7 separate regions of the Mus musculus genome follow, and regions 1, 3, 4, 5, 6 and 7 are each linked to region 2. The links are chromatin contacts, called in public promoter capture Hi-C and targeted proximity ligation maps. All regions are on one chromosome and are shown on one strand. The core of a region is the stretch at or near the end of the contact, and the rest is flanking DNA. Distances in the headings are between cores, read along the strand shown. Region 1 has its middle 6.9 kb from the start of Ms4a4a. Region 2 holds the start of Osbp (oxysterol binding protein). Region 3 holds the start of Ms4a13 (membrane-spanning 4-domains, subfamily A, member 13). Region 4 holds the start of Dtx4 (deltex 4, E3 ubiquitin ligase). Region 5 holds the start of Fam111a (family with sequence similarity 111, member A). Region 6 holds the start of Ms4a10 (membrane-spanning 4-domains, subfamily A, member 10). Region 7 holds the start of AW112010 (expressed sequence AW112010).

Region 1 (2,700 bases), core at 180-2,679, 600 kb after region 2:
TGTGGTACATCTACACAATGGAATACTACTCAGCTATTACAAACAAGGACATCGTGAAATTGGTAGACCGCTAATCCAGCCACAAAACCTTCAACCTACAATTTGCCCTACCTACAAGATGTAGTATGGTAAAGATGAAGCAGAGATTGAGGTGATGGCCAGACAAGAACTGTTCCAGATTGAGACCCATGTCATAATATGGAACATGGTAGGGAGCCTGCCCCTGACACTGCTAATGGTATTATGCTATATTTGCAGGTAAGAGCCTAGCATAATTGTCATCAGAGAGGCTTTGCCCAGCAACTGATGGAAACAAATGCAGAGACCCACAGCCAAAGATTAGGCAGAGCTTGAGGAATCCTGAAGAAGAGGAGGAAGAATGATTGTAGGAGCCATAAGGGTCAAGGACATTACATGAAAACCCACTAAATCAACTAACCTATGTCCACAGGGGCCCACAGAGACTGAACTGTCAGTCAGAGAGCCTGCATGGAACTGAACTAGGCCCTCTGCACATATGTTATAGTTTGTGTAGCTTGGTCTTCATGTGAGACTCCAACAGCAGGAGTGGGTGCTATCTTTGACTCTGTGGCCTGCCTTAGGGACCCATTCCTCCTACTCGGATGCCTTATCTAGCCTTAATAGGAGAAGATGTGCCTAGTCTTGCTGCAACTTGATATGCCAGGACTGTTTGATATCCATGGGAGACCTTCTCTTTTCTGAAGAGAAATGGAGGAGGAGTGGATGGGGGAGTAGGGAGGATGGGGGTAGGGAGAAAGGACTGAGAGAAGAAGAAAAGTGTAAACTGTGGTTGGAGTATTAAATTAATTAATTAGTTAATTAATTGATTAGAAAAAAAAACAAAAGAAATTCATATACCCTTCACAGTATGAGAGAACCCAGAGGGTGGTAGTAACTTTGAGGGTAGTAGTGATTTTCAGGAGAGTTGGGATTAACACACATGTATTGACCAAATGCACCACCCTTTCCCATTCCTCCAATTCTTTCCTAATACCTCCATCACATTTCCCTCCAATCTTCTTATATTCTTTCCTTTTTAAACCTACTGAATTCACTAGAATTGTCTATATGTACATGAGTACAGACAATCTACTGGACCATGGATAAGTGGCCTCTCAAAGTCCTTAGCCCTGAAGAAAACTGACTCTACCTCCCTAGAAGCCATCAACTGCCAATAGACTCACACGAATCTTGTGCACGTAGTCAAAGCCACTGTGAGTTCATGTGTGCAACAGACCTATCACATTGGAAAACTGTTTTGTATGTGATTTTGGGAAGTAGTGTTGTCTGTATTGCCCCAACAAACATGAAATCGAGAAAGAAGATTACAACCATTTTATCTAAGGGACAGGCCATCTGGAGTATAAGACGTGGTACTGCCTGAGAGCCCTAAAGAAATAAGGAAGTACAAATTGATGTAAGTTGGTGCTGAACACTCTCACGCCACCATTAACATTTTATTTTTGGCACAGAGGCATGTGTTTCCCTGGTTCTTTGAAAAACAAGACTAAAAAACAGTCACTTCCTCACTCTAGGACAAGCAGTTCTTGGAGAATATGCCTGTCATATTTTGGGAATGAAATAGCTTTTGGTCTCTTCTCTTTTCCCATTTCCACCTCTTTATCTCTGTGTGTAATATTCCTTATTTCTAACAGCCATGAGAAACTGCTGGCTATCTCAGGGACAGATGAGTGTGCATAAGTGGATAGAGGAATCTGATCACTCTCATTAGTTAAATAGCCAGAAGCAGTTATGGTAAATAGGAATCAGGGTGAGCATTTTCTGTGGACTTCTAGGAAGTGAACATGTCCCTAGGCTGGACATTATGTCCATTGGTACATAACTGATGAAAAACATTTGTTCTTTGTTCATTTTGATATGAATAAAGAGTGTATGGGACCTCTGGGTGTTGTGTGGGGGGGATACCATTTCTATGAGTAGACCACTGTTGGGTGACTTTGTATTAACAAGGACAAATCAGAGGATATTTGGAAAGAATCCTAAAAGAAATTGAAACCTTTATTCCCTGATGTCAAAGAAAAGTGTTACAGTTTCTACATAAGAGAGGAAATGAATCTTACCATGTGCCCATGAAAGAGGATCAGAAGCAGCTAGTGAGGTTATAGCTCAGCCAACTCCATGGGTACATCCTTGTAAGATCCCAAGTCAAGACACAGCTAGGCAAAGATCAGAGTCAGACTTTTGAAATACATTCTTTTAGCTTTTGTTTGTAGAGTTGATTACAGTGTAACAAAAACCAAAAATACATCTTTAAGTAAAGGTCCTCACTAGTCCCACTAGGGTTATAACAAGTTATTTTGTACCAAGAAACAGAAGGAGACAGCAATACAGAATTCCAGAGAATTTAATATCAGCGGCAGACTCTGGAAATATATTCATGACAGAGGACTATGAAGAATGGAGGATGCAGTCCCAAATGCTTGCTACTAATTGCCACAGGAAACAAAAAGGCACAGACCTGGCATCTGGCAACTGACAACTCATACAGTTGAATCTTGTGTCAGTATAATATAAAAAAAGATTGTGGTATGAATACAAAATCTTTCCAAGTTAATGAAACTTGACAAAAACTAGCTGAGTTGACAATTTTACTGCTGTAAAAATTAGAAACATCAAAAAGAATAAGACTTGGTTTGATTCCTGTTAAGTACTTTCAAA
Region 2 (2,700 bases), core at 192-2,691:
CAAGAACATGGGAACATGTCCTAACTCCCAGGGAGATAGGAGATCTATGCGCACTAAATGAACAGTTGCATGTAAGACATCCAGCCACAATGCAAGGCTGTTGGGAAAGCTTATAACCTGTCCTCCAATCACCTCTCAACACCTCTGTCTAGTAATATAAGCCCCGAAGTGTGACATGTTATGACCATGCTATGAGTCACAGTAAGTATACATTAACCATACCAAAATAAGCACTGTGAAACCTTAACAATCATTTCAAAAACATGTGTTCTTCCTTTAATAAAACTTAATCTTAAATAAAACTAAAAGGTGCACGGTGACTGCTGGATAAGACAGTCATTCCCATGGGAAGAGGTGGGGCAGGCAAAAGTAAAAGCTATGGTAGAGTACACATCTCTATTGTGGACTGTCTAGACCGAGAAAGTACGCGCATGCTTGAAGAGGTAAGACATATGGTGGACAGAATCCCAAAGTCTCCCTGTGTGTGGTATTCTGATGTCGGAATGTGTATTCTGAGTAGACATGGGCAGGTATATCAAGGGTGTATCAGAAACATTAAATTTTAGAGACTAGAGCACAAAAAGTTAGGAGTTGTAACTTCCACTGTAAGTTCCTGAGGGACAGTGCCCGGGCTCGCGCTGTCTGTGCCCCTCCAGCTTCACAACAGTGCCTTACTTGCAGAATTAGCGATTGCACCCACGTGGTAGCGGAAATACAATGGCAGAGCAGATGCTCTCCAAACAATTGCTGACAGGAAAGACCCAGGGATGGAGGCAGATGAGGCACTAGGGGCGGGTGACAGCGGAGACAAGAGCAGTGTGTCAAATCTGCAGGTTCTGACTTCTGCAAGCTGTCAACCTGTGCAGGTGACAGACAGCGACCCAGGGCGACCTTGGCAGTGAAGCCAGCCGGCGGAGAGTGACAGCGCGGGTCTGTGGGCTGCACAGGGGGGGAGGCCAGGTGAGCGTGGCGCCCCGGAAGCAGTTACCTGTAGTAGCTTAGGAGCCCGTTGCTCAGCACGAACCATCGCCGCTGGTAGCCTTTGATGTAATTGGTCCATTTGAAGAGCCAGCCCTCTCTAGCCGAGCCCGAGCCCCCGGCGCCCGAACCGCCCGAGCCCGCGGCTGGCGGTGCAGAGCCCGGGCCGCCTGCCGCCACTCCTCCGGCCCCGGGGCCCGGGCCGCCCGCCGTCGCCGCCGTCGCGGCCGCCACCCCGGGGCCGGGCCCCGCGTCCCCGCGTCCGCCGCCGCCTCCCACCGCGGGTGGACCCGCGCCGCCGCCGCCCGGAGCCGCGATGGCTGCCGGGCCCGGCCCCACCACTCCTCTCAGCTCGGTCGCCGCCATGAGCCGCCGCCGCCCGGAGAGACACGACCGGAACCGCCTACGAGCTCCGCCGCCGCCGCCCGGAGCGCCCAACACGGCTAGCGCTTCAGCCGCCGCCGCGCAGCGTCCCCGCCCCGCCAGCCCCGCCGCGGGAAGGAGGGCTCGACTGCCGGGAAGGAGGGCGGCGATTGGTGCCGCCAAGTGTCACTTGCGGAAGACCCCGCGGACATTGGCATTTCTCTCGGGCCTGTCATGCTACTCCGCCCAGTGAGAAGCTCAAGGCGCGACGCGTCCTCCAGGCCTGCTTTCGATTGGCTAACAGGAAAGCCAATCAGGCAGGGCTACAAAATCATTGGTGGCTTTCCGAAGTCCGAGGACGGGAGAATGCAGAGCTCACGGCCGGTTTGGCCTCCGAATGGCTAGTACTTCCGTCAGTCATTACAGTTTATGCTTCTGTCATTGCCACGTCACCCCCGCCCATCGCGCTGCCCTTCATCCTCTTCCGCCCTTACGGATTGGTGGTTGATATCAGCTGCTCAAACCTTTCTACCAATTACTGAATGCATTGAAGTAAATGGGGCAGAGTCCAGCCTTCACATACTCATTCTTATTTTTTATTGGCTGACACCTATGTCTTTCACCTGTCGGTGGAGAGGCAGGGCTATGATTGGAGATGATTGGTTCTGGACATTGTCAGTGAAAGCTGCAGTTGGCCGAGATAGCAAATAAATTCATGGATGCACAAGTGGGCAGGCACGTTTGCAGCTTTAAGGAAGTGATGGGTCTCTATAAATGCTCTTGATGTGGGTGTGCTGTGGAATTCCCTCCTTCTCAATTGAGACTTGCAGATGGCCTTAATAAAGAGAGATGGATGGTTCCTGGGTCTCCTAGGGATTCCGTTTTCATATCCTGCTTCCGGAAGAACCCAGAGAGAGCTTCCTCGGCCCCCTCCTGGACTCACGACTCCTCCAATCCTCACCCCATTCCCTTTCCTGGTCTACCCTCTGTCTCTTCACTCTAGATTCTAATACACTTCTATTAATTCTGACCATCTAGTTGCCGACCTTATTTACGGGGAGAATAGATTGGCAAAGACCTACTACCTACCTTTATATCTCTTTTCCAAATCTAAAGGCCCTTGTTAGGTTTAGTGTGGTAAAAACACAATTAATTCTCTTGTTTATTGCTAGGGTTTTGTTTTGAACTGGGTGTTGAATGATTAGATTTGATCAGCTTAATTACAGCTGTGTTAGAGGTCACAAATTTCAGTAACTAGTCCAGCATTGAGCTGTTGTGAACTATTATTACAAAAATAGCCAAAACCTGCATTTTGGGGAATCTAACACCTATTACAGTGTAGCAGTTTTTGACCTGGCA
Region 3 (2,700 bases), core at 135-2,634, 770 kb after region 2:
ACAGGACCAAGGGCCTCTTTTCTATTTTTATATATAATACATTATATGTTATTATATTATACGGAACCATATAGTGTATTAATTTTAAAAGTGCTATATAAATATTATATACTTATATATTTATATATTATAAATAATATAGAATATATCATAATACTATTATCAACATACATTATAATTAAATATATATTTATATTTTATATGATTCATATAATTTTTATAATTTATATATATATATATTTGGGGGGGTGAGACAGGGTTTCTCTGTGTAGCCCTGGCTATCCTGGAACTCACTTTGTAGACCAGGATGGCCTCGAGCTCAGAAATTCGCCTGCCTCTGCCTCCCGAATGCTGGGATTAAAGGCGTGAGCCACCACGCCCGACAAAGGATAATATTTTGTTTGTTTCTTTGTTTGTTTGTTTGTTTGTTTTTGAGACAGGGTTTCTCTGTGTAGTCCTGGCTGTCCTGGAACTCACTTTGTAGACCAGGCTTGCCTCGAGCTCAGAAATCTGTCTGCCTCTGCCTCCCAAGTGCTGGGATTAAAGCTGTGAGCCACCACTGCCCGGCTACATATAAATATATTTAAATATATTTATGTATACATATCTATTTTATGTATACTATGTAACATATAATGAAATATAAATAATATAATACTATATGAATATATATTATAAAAAGATTATCCTTCATAAAAGGATTATCATCCACGAAATATTTGCAATGTAAGCCAGAATTTTAAGTCTTCCAGGAATAAATGAAAGCTCACAGCATGCTCTGGTTAAAGGAGCATCTACTGTCCAAGGGTCTTTAAGCCCTCAGGAAGTCTTCGGTGCTCGGCAGGTGGCCTGTGCTCCCTAGAGAAAACAGGTTTTCCTTTCTGTCTCCCCATTTGCTCTCCAGTAGTAGAGTATTCTTTATCTTTTCATAGCTATCTATGCATCTTTATGTTTCTCTTCACAAACGTTGAACTACTGCCTCATATCAAATCCAAAACCAATACGGTGCAGAGAGCCTGCATAGTAAAATGTCCCCAGCGGGTGGGTCAAAGCAGTCATTTTAATCATTTCCTAAAGAGTCTCTTCATTAATTTCTTTAGCCATTTATATTTGGAGGAGGGTGGAAGAAGAGTAAACTATTAACTCATTTACTTGCCTTTTTACAACTTGAAACCTTCTGAAATGTGTGGTAAACGATCAGGTCTCTGCGGCCATTCTATCTTAGGAGAAGCATCCCTGAAGAGGCAGTGTTCCAGCCATGTCCAGGGAAGCCATTACTAGAAACTCCAGAAGAGGATCGAAGTGAGGGACCAGGGCGTGGCCCGCAGGCCCCAGTGAGTCTGCGCACTGGTTCTCATCCCTCTGCCCTAAGAGAGGGCTGTTGCCCTTGACAACCCGGCGGCTTGAGGAGCTTGACAACCACCTGGGAGCTAGACTGCGCGCTGCTGCCTCTGATGGCTATGCAGCCAGATCTAGCGCTGAGAGCACCATCCACGGTGATCCTTCTCTTCAGCCTGTGCCTAGGCCTGATAGGGTGAAACTGGATCCTTGGGTCTTGGGACAACTGAAATGTGAGGTAACAGTGTGCCTCTTTACTTTTGCTAAGCATCAAAATGGACACGGTCTGGAGAAAGGGGGTTGAGGAAAGAGAGGTGGGCACATCTCCATTCTCCATCTTTTATACCCTCTCGTTTGACCTTCTAAAAAATACTTTTATTTACTTTTTGAAATGTGGGGTCTCACTGTGTTGACAAGATTGCTCTAGAATTCCTGGGCTGAGCAATCGTCCTGCCTTGACCTCACAAGTAGCTGCCAGCAGCTACTTATTCCCACCCACTCCTTCTAGATTTCATCTAGTACTGACTGCCGGTATATGGGTGTATCATGATGTGAGGTGAAAAGTAAAATACTTCTCATGACTGTAACATCAAGGTTCGCCACTAGTCACCTTAAGTAAAGTATTCACTTAAAATATTTATCAGAAAAGGGGGAAGAAAGAGGGGAGTAACTGAATGCATATGGCCAGGGAATTAAGCAGGAATGACCACGAACACATGGAAATGAACTTTATAATTTCTGGGGACAACAAAGTGATTTGAAGTTAGTCTTGAAAAAAATTTGCAACACAATGTGGCAGGAATTACGGGCAAAATGTTAAGACAAACATCTGTGTATCTAGCTACCTTGTAGCACAAGCAGGCTTTGGGGAAAGGGTTACTACCAGGGTTGTTAAGCTATGAAGTCCGAGTGACCAAGTGAGAGGGGAAGGTGGGCAGGAAGCAGTTCATGAAGAAATTGGTGTGTCCTCTGAAGATGTCATTCTCTTCATTTTATTTTAAAAAATCTTTTTTGAGGTTGGTGAGCTGGTTCAGTGGTCATGAATCTTGCTGTTTTTGCAGAGAACCAGAGTTTAATTGCTAACACTCTTATCAGGCAGCTCGGTGCCAACTTAAACTTCAGGGGACCTGACACCCTTTTTCATAGGCATCCAAACACACATGCAGATACACAATTATTTTAAAGTAAAAACGTTTTAGATGTTTTAAATCATTTTTCTGGGACGCGCGCACACACACACACACACACACACACACACACACACACACCAAGGCTCCATGAACGTTATAGAAGAGAGGGTAGGAAGATTTAAAGTCAGAAGTGGTAGAAAGGGCTGTGCAACATTGTCCTCTGAATGTAACA
Region 4 (2,773 bases), core at 65-2,564, 540 kb before region 2:
AATTCCTAAGTTCCTTGGAGTCCCAGGACCAAGATGGCGACCGCTGCTGCTGTGGCTTAGGCCGCCTCCCCTGCCGGGTGGGCACCTGTCCTCCGGTCCGGAAGGTGGCCAGCTGTCCCCGGCCCACACAGGGTGCTGCCTCAGCGCCTCTGTGCTTCTGCCTGTTCCAGAAGCTGTCAGGTTCTCTGGCGCACCCTCTCACCTGTTCAGACTCACAACTAATTACTATATATTCACTCTCTCTAACAAGTTACCCAGGCGCAAATGTTTTCCTGTGTTGTCATTCATTTCACTTCTACTATACTACCCTGCCGTGTTATCGTGGTAGACACAAGAAGACGGAGTGCAAAAGAGAATGGTCAGAAAGTAAACGTTAGTTCTTTCTACTTCCTGTTTGTCCTGCAAGCAGACAGTTAAATATTTCTTAATACCCACCCACACCTTTCCCCAGTTTAAGTTTCCTCTATCTGGAAATTTCTAGTTTATCTGCTTAGGAGCGGTTTTCTGTTTGTCTCCTCAAATATAAAAGGAGCACATGAAACTATGGAAAAGCCATTCCAAAAAAGATTAACAATCTCATTACCAATATAAGATTGCTCCAAATTCCAGCTTCACTTTGTCAGAACGGATTCATTGTGCAGTTCCACCCACGGAGAAACAAAGTGTGTGTTTTCTGACAAGGTTAATACATAATTCTCTTTAAAATGTCTAACTTAATTCGTTTGGAGACCTGGTCTGGATATGTGGCATGAAATTCTCCATCTTCTTGCTTCTCAAGTGTGGAAGTTGCCCGTGTGATGTACCATGCCAAGCAATAATGTGCAATACAGGCTTCAATCCCCTTAGTCAGAACCCACTTTATATTACTTTCCTCTTTAGCCATTGATGATCAAAATGAGCGAGTCTAGCTTGCGTTTGTTCTGCTGTCTCATGGTTTTATTTACATAGACACTGCAGGATGAATTAGTCTACCTTGTGTCTTCTAACAGAAAAATTGGACAGCAAGAACTTCTTTTCTCTCTATGTAAACGCAGGGAACCCTTGGCACTGGCTCTCGATGGTCACAAGTGTGTGGCCTTTGACCTGCACTTGAGGATTTGGACCAGCAGGGGGCATGGAAGCTCTAGATCGCTGGTGCTAGTGGCCATGGGGCGTGGCTTTTGCATCTTTGATGGACAGCTAGGGAACGGTGCAGACGAGGATGAGGTAATAACGGACAGAACAAGGAGAGCGTGGGGCAATTCCTGTGTGTGTGTGTGTGTGGGTGGGGGGTGTTGCGTGCGTGTGTGGGTGTGGATGTATGTGTGTGTGACAGAGAGAGAGAGAGAGAGAGAGAGAGAGAGAGAGAGAGAGAGAGAGAGAATGCGTATGCATGCACGAGCTGTAGGGAGATGCGAGCCTCTGAGCTCACGCCGCGGACACGGCCGGTGCTGAGCTGAAAACAGACAGACAGACAGTTCCATATTTGAACAGGCTGCAAAGTTGGGTCCTGGCAGTGGCAGCTGGGACCGGGATGGCGCGCGTGCTCTCGAGACTGGGGGACCAGGGAAGCCTCCGCGGGCGCGAGCTCGCCTTGGCGCTCTGCCCGGGAGGGGCGACTCCTCCTGGAGGCCACTGAGCCGAGCCGCAGGGAGGGGGAGCTGTGCCACCGCGGTCGGCTTACTCGAAGCGGAGAGAGGGCGGAGGGCGTGACCGTGCGGCGCGATCCACGCGGGCGCCCGCGGAGCCCGAGGCGCAACTGGTGCGAGGCGGGTGCAGCGTCGCGCTCGGGCCGCGCGCCCCCGGGTGGCTTTGCAAGGCGGGGCGGCGAGTGCGCAGGGCCGGGCCTTTGCATGAAGCCGCTGGACCCCTCGGAGCAGCGGCAGAGGCGGCGGAGCCCGGCGGAGCGCAGTCGGAGACGGGCAGCTCCGGGGTCCGTGTCCCAGTGCCTACGCGGCTGCGGACTCCCCCATGGGCCGCAGCTGAGGCTTCCCGCAGCGGTGGGGCGCAGACCGGGGGGCGCGGTTGAGACCCGGAGGCGGCGGCGCCGGAGGAAGCGCAGAAGGCCGGGCCCGGGAGGTGGGCAGCACCGCGCCGCAACCCCGGGCTCGCCATGCTCCTGGCCTCGGCAGTGGTGGTGTGGGAATGGCTGAACGAACACGGCCGCTGGCGTCCCTACAGCCCAGCCGTGAGTCACCACATCGAGGCGGTGGTGCGCGCTGGTCCCCGCGCCGGGGGCAGCGTGGTGTTGGGCCAGGTGGACAGCCGGCTCGCGCCCTACATCATCGACCTGCAGTCCATGAACCAGTTCCGCCAAGACACGGGTGAGCCATTCACATCTCTTGTCTGTCCCAGGAGCTCCCGCCTCGTGGGTCCGCTGTGATCCACCCAGTGGCCAGCTTTGCTCACTGGTATCAGCTATAGGTGTTGAGGGCAGGTGCTTCTCTTCCCTAGGTCCTCACAGGATTCCAAGACCACCTCCAAGTAAATGTCCTTGCAAGTAGTTTAAAGAGTCTTGATTATACAACCCAGCCTCAGCCTAGCTGCAGGAGAACCCCTTTATGCCCCCATCAGCCCCTAGTAGCCGTTTGTGCAAGAACTCTAGGGTTTTGCAAACCGCCTCCCACCCCCCAAGAAATGCTGACTCTTCAGCAAGACATTACTTGAACCTCTTGGCTCACACCTGCTCACACTTGCTCACACCTCAGTTCACCCTGCTTTGCCTCAGGCACCTTTGGGCCTAACATACACTTGCCCCCACCCCCCACCCCCTTTCAACTTTAATGTCTATATG
Region 5 (2,700 bases), core at 84-2,583, 610 kb before region 2:
GATCCCCTCCTTCGTTTGTTTGTTTGTTTGTTTGTTTGTTTGTTTGTTTTTCGAGACAGGGTTTCTCTGTATAGCTCTGGGGATCCTGAAACTCACTTTGTAGACCAGGCTGGCCTCAAACTCAAAAATCTGCCTGCCTCTGCCTCCCCAGTGCTGGGATGAAAGGTGTGCGCCACCATGCCCGGCATATGATCCCCTCCTGCCTCCACTCCTCCTTGCTTTTTCAGTTAGAATGATGTGAATACAAATTCCTCCGAGTATACCACATTATAATTTGAGAAGACAAAGTACTTACATGTACTATCTTTCTTTAGTAGAGCAATAAACCAATATGGCCTGTACCAAGTCCCATCCTCGGTCTCCCTAACAGTTTCCTGGAATTGCTTTCTCCATCTTCTTCCCCTTTCTCTTGCCCCCTTTTTCTTTCCCCTGGCCTTTCTCACTCTCCCTATTTCTGAATAACGCCCTGCCCCACCAAGCCCCTTTAAGCCTCTTTCTGGCTTCTGAGCCACATCCGTCCCTCCCTATTGCCTAATAACTTCCTCTCCAGCCCCTTGTCTCCCTCCCCCACCTTCACTTCCCCCTCTCTTAAAGGCGCTTATTTTCTGGCTAGCCATGTGCACATTCTTGCCTACTTACTTTTCTCTCAGAAAGGCTTTCCAGAGGCAAAGACCAGAGCTGATCTAAGCCTGCCTCTTCCTACACTACCACATCATCAATACCAGCACGCTGAGGCTAGAATGCTGAAAACAACCCTGGGCTCCCTGGGTCCTTCAGATGGGTTAGCCCTTCTGCCTCTGTCCCAAGGGCTTTCCAGCGCTAGAAGTTCCCCCATGCCACCAGTGTGCCTGAGATTTCACCCACTCTTCATTTCAGAGTAGCACAGTTTGTTTATGGACCTGCCACCTTCCCTGGCTCACAGCTAGGACCAGCTACACTTGAACCCAACATCTAGCATTAAGTCTGCTTTTGGGAGGAAACCGTCACAGTGCCCTTAAAGAACACTAAAGATGACTGGTATTTTCTAGTCCTCAGCAGAACATACTGGGTTATGTTGATGGAAACAGCAGACAAATCAGGTTAATGTAGTAACCACCTATTCGAATATGGATAGCTTCCACTCCACCTGCTAGGCAAGCCTGAGAAAGAAATCAGTATTTGTCACTTGTGTATTTTTATTCCAAGATGAAATAGACTTGCTAAATATATTGGTGAATATTTGCTGCACACCACATTCTGACATGAAGAAATTAATCTTAAAGTGGCTTTTTACTTACTGGATCTTTCCACTCTATGGCAGCTTCGCTCCAGCCGCTGGAATCCCGGGTCTTTTAGAAAAAACAGAACCAGACTGTCATTTGACGTCTTTGTTCAGAGGGTGGAGAGACTGCGGATTGGTCCTTTCTCTGAACAGCAACCAGCTGTGCTTCAGTCCATTGGCTGCATTCAGAGCGCGGGACTGGACCAGAGCAAGCGCAGTGTGCATCCGCCCTGGTCTCTAAGGGCCGCCTAGTCAAGGAAGCCCGCCAATCGAGTGGGTGTGGTCCTCTACTCTCCAGGGATCTCCTTTTAGAGCCTAGTCAAATGAGGTATGCTAACTGGACTCAGTGGGAAGCTGAGGAGCCAGGACTAGATCTGGGTTCCCTCCTGGTTTCAGGCAGGTCCAGGGATTTTCTTCCAAATAGCAAGAGAGACCAGGGCAGCAGGTTAGTGACATGCTTTCTGGCTGCAGGCAGGAAGAGAATGAGCTAGGAGGAGGAAGGCTGGAGGACTCAGGGCCTTTCTAGGGGGTAACATCCCCACAGCAGACCAGCTTCAGTACTTGAACAAATCAGAAAGAAGCTGCAAATCCTTGTCAAAGACTCATTTTTCAAAAATGTATTAAATTTATTATTTGTGTGTAATATGTGTATGTGTGTGTATGCCACATGTCACAACTTTCAGGAATTCAGGCTCTTTCCTACCATGTGAGTCTAGTGGATCAAACTCAGTCAGACTTGGCAGCAGATGCTGAGTCATCTCGATGACCTAATAAATTGATTTTTTTCCAGATGTGCATCATTGGGAGTAAATATTTTCTACTCATAAAGAGAGTGTCCACTCCAGAAATATGAGCTGTGATTAAAAAGGAGGAAGAGGAGGGAGGGAGCCAGGCAGGGAGTGGGAAGAGATTACTGGGAGACACAACTGTTATGGGGCAAGAAGGAGGATGCTTAGGGCATGGCTAAAGAACTAGGGCAGTGGAAAGTCCCAGGAATCTATAAGGGTGACCCCAGCAATGGGGGATACAGAGCCTGAACCAGTAATCTTCTATAACTGGACAAGATTTCCAATGAACAGTTTGGGACACTAACCCAGCCACAAAGCATTCTACCTACAAATTGTCCTGCCTACAAGATAGTCTGGGGAAAAGTGGTGCAGAAATTGTGGAGGTGGCCAGGGATGACTGGTCCATCTTGAGACCCATATCATGTGAGGAAGCCAACCCCTGACACTACTAAAGATATTCATTCATACTTGCAGACAGACGCCTAACATAATCATTAGCAGAAAGGCTTTACCCAGCAATGAATGGAAACACAGATGCAGAAACCCACAGCCAAACATTAGGAAGAGCTTGGGCAATCCTGCAGAAGAAAGGGAGGAAGATGGTAGGAGTCAGAGGGGTCAAGCATACCACAAGAAAACCCACAGAATCAA
Region 6 (2,700 bases), core at 48-2,547, 990 kb after region 2:
GACTGGAGAGACAGCTCAGCAGTAGTTAAGCGTACTGGCTGCTCTTCCAGAGGACCAAGGTTTGATTCCTCCCGAGCACCCACTTGCCACATGGCAGTTACAATTGTCAGTAGCTCTAGCTCAAAGGGATCTGACACCCTCTTCTGGCCTCTGAGAGTGCCAGGCACGCATGTGGTGCACAGACATGCATACAAACAAAAACAATTATACATATTAAATAATAAAATCGTTTTTTAAAAAAGAAAGAAAAGTAAGATAGAGAATAATACACACAAATAAACCAACATACACATATATACATACAAATTTACCTAACTGCATATGCTGCATACACTTTAATATGTATATTAAATATTAACAATTAAATGTGTATTCTCCGTCTTTAAAAACCAGAGGAAAAAGATAGAAAAAGCACAGTAGTTATCTAGTTCTGCATGAGACAGACTGGACAGCTTGAAGTTACACATTCTCATCTCACCATGTCCATGGTCAAGATCCAAACATGCCTTAGATATAAGTTCTCTGTAAGTCACATGCGCTGCAAGCTTGGTGGTGGCTGGACTTCACTCTCAATCAGGGCTTCCTGTTACTTGTGGTCACGTGACCATACCTTTTAAGACAAACACTACCATGCTTACACAGATGACAATACATCTGTCTGGCTTACCACCAGAGACCAAAGTCAAGCAAGAACTTAGGATGACCATGGCTGGTTTGAGGAGGGACACAAGGCCCAGGGCAGGGTCATTGTAACCACTATTGTGGATACTTTAACTTTCAAAAAATTAAAAGATTCTTTGAGGGGCCAGAAAGGTGTCTCAGAAGCTAAAGTTACTGCACAACCTGACAATATCCGTTCAGACCTCAGCACTGTGGAAAGGTGGAAAGAAGGAATCAATTTCACAAAGTCCTCTGACCTACACACACTCACACAGACACACAGACAGACACACAGACACACATCAATCACACACTCATATCAGCCACCCACATCAACACACACACACACAAATAAAAATTTGAGAATTTTAATAATCAACTCATTCAAATGCTGCCTTCACCAACTTGACAATGAACTGCTCCATGAACTGAAATGTCATCACTGCAACATTAACTGTCTCAGCTGTTAAAGGGAGACATAAGGAAGGAGACTCAGATCTTCACCTGCCCAGGTTTGGAAGCAGATGGTTTTGAAGGATCTAGTCCAGACATGCATCTCTGATTAGCTGGGAGTGTGAGCAAGGGGTGGGTCCCAGAAAGAAAAGAATCCAAAGTCTAAAGCCATAAAGATGTTCTGATTTCCACCTCTGGCTCTGTGCTGAGGCAGCTCTGGATGGTCAGGCACAGCTGAAGCCTACAACAGAGTTCCCGGGGCCAGGTGAGTACCCCCTCTCCACAGCAGAAACAAACAAGGGAGGGTCATCAGGGCCTCAAGTGGGGTTCAGTCTTAACACAAGAGATCAGCCTCTTGTGCTCGTCAGTCAGTAGCTGCAAGCTGGTGGTGAGTGGCTGAAACTTGACCCCCCCAGAAGTGAACAGGAACTGTTTATCAAGCAATGTCCACAACAGCTGGAGAACAAATGTTCCATGCTATGAAGTCCTGGGAAGTGGGGTTACTACGGGCCTCTCTCCAGGAAGGAGTCTGCTACCAGGAGCCCAGCCCACTACCCAGGATCAGTTGGTGATTCTGAGAGCTAAGAGGAATGACACCCCGTCCCTTCTAACCCTGGAACCTTGAGCACACAGAGAGACAGATTTGAAAAAGCAAAGCAAGGAAGACACTTGGGAAATTCCACCCTCTTTTTCCCATATCTTCCCTTTACACCAAGTGCCCAGCCCTGAGACCTCGAGAAAGTTTACTTTGCAAATGCCAGGGCCCCTTCTGACCTAACATAACTGAAAACCCAATCTTCTAAGGGTGGCTGCCAGCAGCCACTCTGTCACACTGACTCCATACCTCTCGGTACCTGCCTTTCTCTGCCTAACATGCCCATACATACATCTACATATATGTACATATATGTGCACATATTATATACACATACACACGTATGTGTAAACACACACTACACTACCCTCTCTGCTCTCTTGACTTCTTCTGCACTGTCTGCTTAGGGTCACATTCCCATCAAGATTTTCTCAACCTTCTAACCCAGACCTCCCATGGACAGATCTTATCCATTCTAGACATTCCCTGGCAACCAGCTCATTGCTCTGCAGACAAAATCCTGAAGGGCAGTCCTGTGTGCTCCCAGATAACTGTCTCCACACACTCTCCTCGACACAACCTTCCCAGCTATCAGGATCCCATAGCTGATTTCCTCCTTGCTCTGAGCAGGAGTCAGATAGAAGCAATGAACTCCCCATCCTGGAGATTAGAATGGGACCTCTCTTAACAGAAAACCAGACAGAGGTCAGGTGAGATTCAGGCTGTAGGGCAGGTATCATTGGCTTTTATTACTAAATTCTAACCTCTGGCCCTGGCCCAATTAATCTTTGCAGCCCACCCTCAGGCAAGCACTAGTGTTCCTGTGTATCCATAGAAACAGACTTAGACACTGAGATGCAGGAGCAGAGCCAGGGCTAGGCCTGGCCTGTCTGCTTGGAAGATTCATGTTCTGGCCCACTAAAAGGTTACAGAATCCTCCTAGCTCTGTCTCTGCCTCCCACAGGCTAAGGAAACGGGAGAGATTTGCAGAA
Region 7 (2,700 bases), core at 163-2,662, 920 kb after region 2:
CTTTAGCCTAACAACTAACAAATACATCTTAGTCATCTCTGCTTTCATTTATTCAGTGGTAAATATCAAAAAACGGAATCCTTATAAGCTCTTTCAGAGTCTTTAGTTGATTTCCTCCAAGTGCAAAGATGTCCCGAGTTCCTTGAGTTAGAATACACTCACCCTCTCAGAGCCCTAGGACACAGAGAATGGGTCTCCATTCTGGAGCCTCACAACCCAGTCTAAAAGCCCTTCACTCCTCCTCCTCAGAGGCAAGGGACCAAGATCAATGTTGAGTGACAGCTCTCTTGACCTGCCAGTCAACTTGATAACCTCCACCTATCTTCATTGTTGTGTTTTGTTTTGTTTTTTATTGCTCTGAAGAGACATATGACCAAGGCCACTGATTTTAATTAATTAACTTATTTATTAATTAATTAATTTGGAGGCCCACAGTTTCAGAGAGTTACAGTCTGCAATCATCATAATGGGAAGCAGGGCATCAAGCAGGCCGGCATGGCACTGGAGCGGTAGTTAAGAGTGTACTTCCTGCGGAGGAAGAAGAGAGGGGATCGGGGGAAGGGAGAGAGGGAATAAGAGAGAGAATGTGCACAGTGGGACACACCTCCTCCAGCAAAGCTACACCCCCTAATTCTTCCCAAACAGTTCCCAACCAGGAACCAAGCTTTTAATTTATGAGGTGGGGGGGTCTCACTCAAAGGACCACACCCTATGGAGAGCGGGGCCTTCTGTCTCTGCTGGGGATTGCCTCCTCTTCCTTATATTTCCATGTCACCTCTATTACTCCCAATCTGACCAGTCAGCTGGCTGTGCCAGCAGTGACTGCTTCCCTGTCACTACACAAGATCTTTCACAGACACTCTATGGGCTTTTTAGCAACGATAACAAGGTGGCACCAACAGGAGAGCTCATTAAACCTATTGTCCCTTGGTTCTGGAGGCAGGAAGTCTGAGTTCAGGGTGTCAGCAAGGCTCCATCCTTCAGGAGGACTGGGAGGAGAGTCTCCTCCAGGCTTCTCCTAGCCTCTGGCTTCTGGCAGTATAATAGTGAACTCTCCTTGTATTCACATCTGCTAATTCTTTAACCTACAACCCACGATGAAAATGCAAACACAGGAGATACACGCTTGAGTGTAATCCTGTGTCCTGCCTGAAACCACATCCTAGAGAGCCCTGAAGAATATCCACTGACCCATGTACTTGTGTTACTCTTACCAAAAAAAAAAAAAAAAAAAAATCAGCATTTGCTTTAAATCATTGAAATATCATATTATGTCTGCTTATTTCCATAGCCAAGGATGAAGCAGTTGTCTCAGGCAACACTGTACTGTGTTCCAAGCAAGGAATTTCCCAAGTGGGAAAAGGCTCTTGGGCTGTGTTTGCAGATCTTCCTGTTTGTTTGTGGGATAGGCCAACTAATTGTGTAAACTTCTCTCAGACTCGGGGTTTTTCAGTCCACTCCTGTTTAGCAAATAGTGCCCCAAAGCAATTCAAAGGGAAAGTGAAACTGACATTCTCAAACTTTATATAAAAAACCAAAGAGAAGATCAGCAGGAGTCTAGCAGACAACCTGAGCTGCAAGATGTCTCCCGTAAGTACCTCTTGATCTGTAAGGGGAAATCTATAGTGGGTAAGAAGGCCCATGGAAGGCCTCATCCCAGCTTACTGGAGAGAATGAGTGTCACCTTCTGTCTTTGAAAGCTTGCATTTAGTTTGTTATTATTTCTAAGTCTGTTTTTCCAGGAAGATATAGTTCTTGTGGGGTGGGTATCTCCTGTCTGACACCACAGAACTCAATTCTAAGCCTGGGATGTAGAGAGGAGACAGCACTAGGTAGGCATATGAAGGGCCAGCCAGGCGCTGCGGGAAATACACACACACACACACACACACACACACACACACACACACGCACACGGAAATATCTGGAAAGGACAAAGCAAAGGACTTAAGCGTAAGTTTCTCCTGGGTCCTCCTGTGTAAGTTCTTTCTGATTTTCTCCTCAGTTGTGGATCACTTCACTGACTTTTTCTCAACGTGCAGAGGCCTTAATTCCTTCCCCTTTTAAAATAGCTCTGTTCCAGCCCAGCAGACTTTTTAATGATCTAGCTTTCTCTAAAAGCTCAGAACAATGGCAGGAGTCTGTACCCTCTTCTGAAGATGAGGCACCCTGTATGTAGTTAGAATCTTCCTCTGCCCTAGAAAAAAACATTTGATACAGGCCCTGCTCTCTCCATGTTAGCTTTGCCTTCCCCCTCTAGCCTTTAACCATCTCACTTTTCTGACTGTTCTTGTCCATGACCTCACATCCTACTCTTACCCAGAGGAGCCTCTCTGTTTTGCTCCAGACTGCACCTAGAATTGTCAGGGTCAGAGTCCAGGCTCAAGCAATCCAGATTCATCTACCCAGTCCTTAATGGGCCAACTAAACAAATAAGAGTGGAAGGTAGAAAAAAATGAATTCATTGTGACTTCATTGAGAAGCAGAGCAAAGGGGTCCAGTGACTTGGCCCCACCTGGGCTTATCACTCAGTTTCTAACATGGAGTTTAAATAAAGAGCCAGAGGTATGCAAAGCGAAGAATTTCTTTTTTTTTTTTTTAATTTTTATTTTATTTTAATTAGGTATTTTCTTCATTTACACTTCCAATGCTATTCCAAAAGTCCCCCATACCCTCCCCCCCACACTCCCCTACCCACCC

What was found. Promoter capture Hi-C pulls out the DNA fragments that hold promoters and counts their contacts.
Region 1: a targeted proximity ligation map of bone marrow-derived macrophages shows a contact between it and region 2, with 4 times the contacts expected there. A contact is called at or near these places in 2 of 39 promoter capture datasets (hippocampal neurons and macrophages), 4 of 484 Hi-C or Micro-C datasets (CD4 T cells, cortical neurons and pro-B cells) and 2 of 130 datasets of targeted methods (bone marrow-derived macrophages and memory CD8 T cells).
Region 3: a promoter capture Hi-C map of stem cell-derived epiblast-like cells shows a contact between it and region 2, with 4 times the contacts expected there. A contact is called at or near these places in 2 of 39 promoter capture datasets (pre-B cells and stem cell-derived epiblast-like cells).
Region 4: a promoter capture Hi-C map of hippocampal neurons shows a contact between it and region 2, with 4 times the contacts expected there. A contact is called at or near these places in 8 of 39 promoter capture datasets (cranial neural crest, hippocampal neurons, liver and 4 more), 2 of 484 Hi-C or Micro-C datasets (cerebral cortex and muscle stem cells) and 2 of 130 datasets of targeted methods (astrocytes and bone marrow-derived macrophages).
Region 5: a targeted proximity ligation map of memory CD8 T cells shows a contact between it and region 2, with 6 read pairs. A contact is called at or near these places in 2 of 39 promoter capture datasets (hippocampal neurons and neutrophils), 1 of 484 Hi-C or Micro-C datasets (cortical neurons) and 2 of 130 datasets of targeted methods (bone marrow-derived macrophages and memory CD8 T cells).
Region 6: a promoter capture Hi-C map of liver shows a contact between it and region 2, with 4 times the contacts expected there. A contact is called at or near these places in 6 of 39 promoter capture datasets (the 3T3-L1 cell line, hippocampal neurons, liver and 2 more) and 1 of 130 datasets of targeted methods (embryonic stem cells).
Region 7: a promoter capture Hi-C map of liver shows a contact between it and region 2, with 5 times the contacts expected there. A contact is called at or near these places in 4 of 39 promoter capture datasets (hippocampal neurons, liver and neural stem cells) and 4 of 130 datasets of targeted methods (effector CD8 T cells, large pre-B cells, memory CD8 T cells and 1 more).

The regions. Positions count from the first base shown.
Region 1 is chr19:11,367,245-11,369,944 of GRCm38.p6, reverse strand. No RefSeq gene overlaps it. Among named protein-coding and RNA genes, the nearest start is that of Ms4a4a, 6.9 kb to the left of the region's middle.
Region 2 is chr19:11,964,585-11,967,284 of GRCm38.p6, reverse strand. It overlaps Osbp (oxysterol binding protein), which reads right to left and starts at 1,441. Exons shown (of 14, transcript NM_001033174.1): 1 at 989-1,441. The coding sequence starts at 1,344.
Region 3 is chr19:11,195,421-11,198,120 of GRCm38.p6, reverse strand. It overlaps Ms4a13 (membrane-spanning 4-domains, subfamily A, member 13), which reads left to right and starts at 1,384. Exons shown (of 7, transcript NM_001347435.1): 1 at 1,384-1,576. It overlaps 4930526L06Rik (RIKEN cDNA 4930526L06 gene), which reads right to left and starts at 1,304. Exons shown (of 3, transcript NR_045317.1): 1 at 1,157-1,304.
Region 4 is chr19:12,500,537-12,503,309 of GRCm38.p6, reverse strand. It overlaps Dtx4 (deltex 4, E3 ubiquitin ligase), which reads left to right and starts at 1,314. Exons shown (of 9, transcript NM_172442.3): 1 at 1,314-2,303. The coding sequence starts at 2,093.
Region 5 is chr19:12,572,158-12,574,857 of GRCm38.p6, reverse strand. It overlaps Fam111a (family with sequence similarity 111, member A), which reads right to left and starts at 1,333. Exons shown (of 4, transcript NM_026640.2): 1 at 1,278-1,333.
Region 6 is chr19:10,973,297-10,975,996 of GRCm38.p6, reverse strand. It overlaps Ms4a10 (membrane-spanning 4-domains, subfamily A, member 10), which reads left to right and starts at 1,297. Exons shown (of 9, transcript NM_023529.3): 1 at 1,297-1,378.
Region 7 is chr19:11,049,278-11,051,977 of GRCm38.p6, reverse strand. It overlaps AW112010 (expressed sequence AW112010), which reads left to right and starts at 1,412. Exons shown (of 3, transcript NR_102366.1): 1 at 1,412-1,590.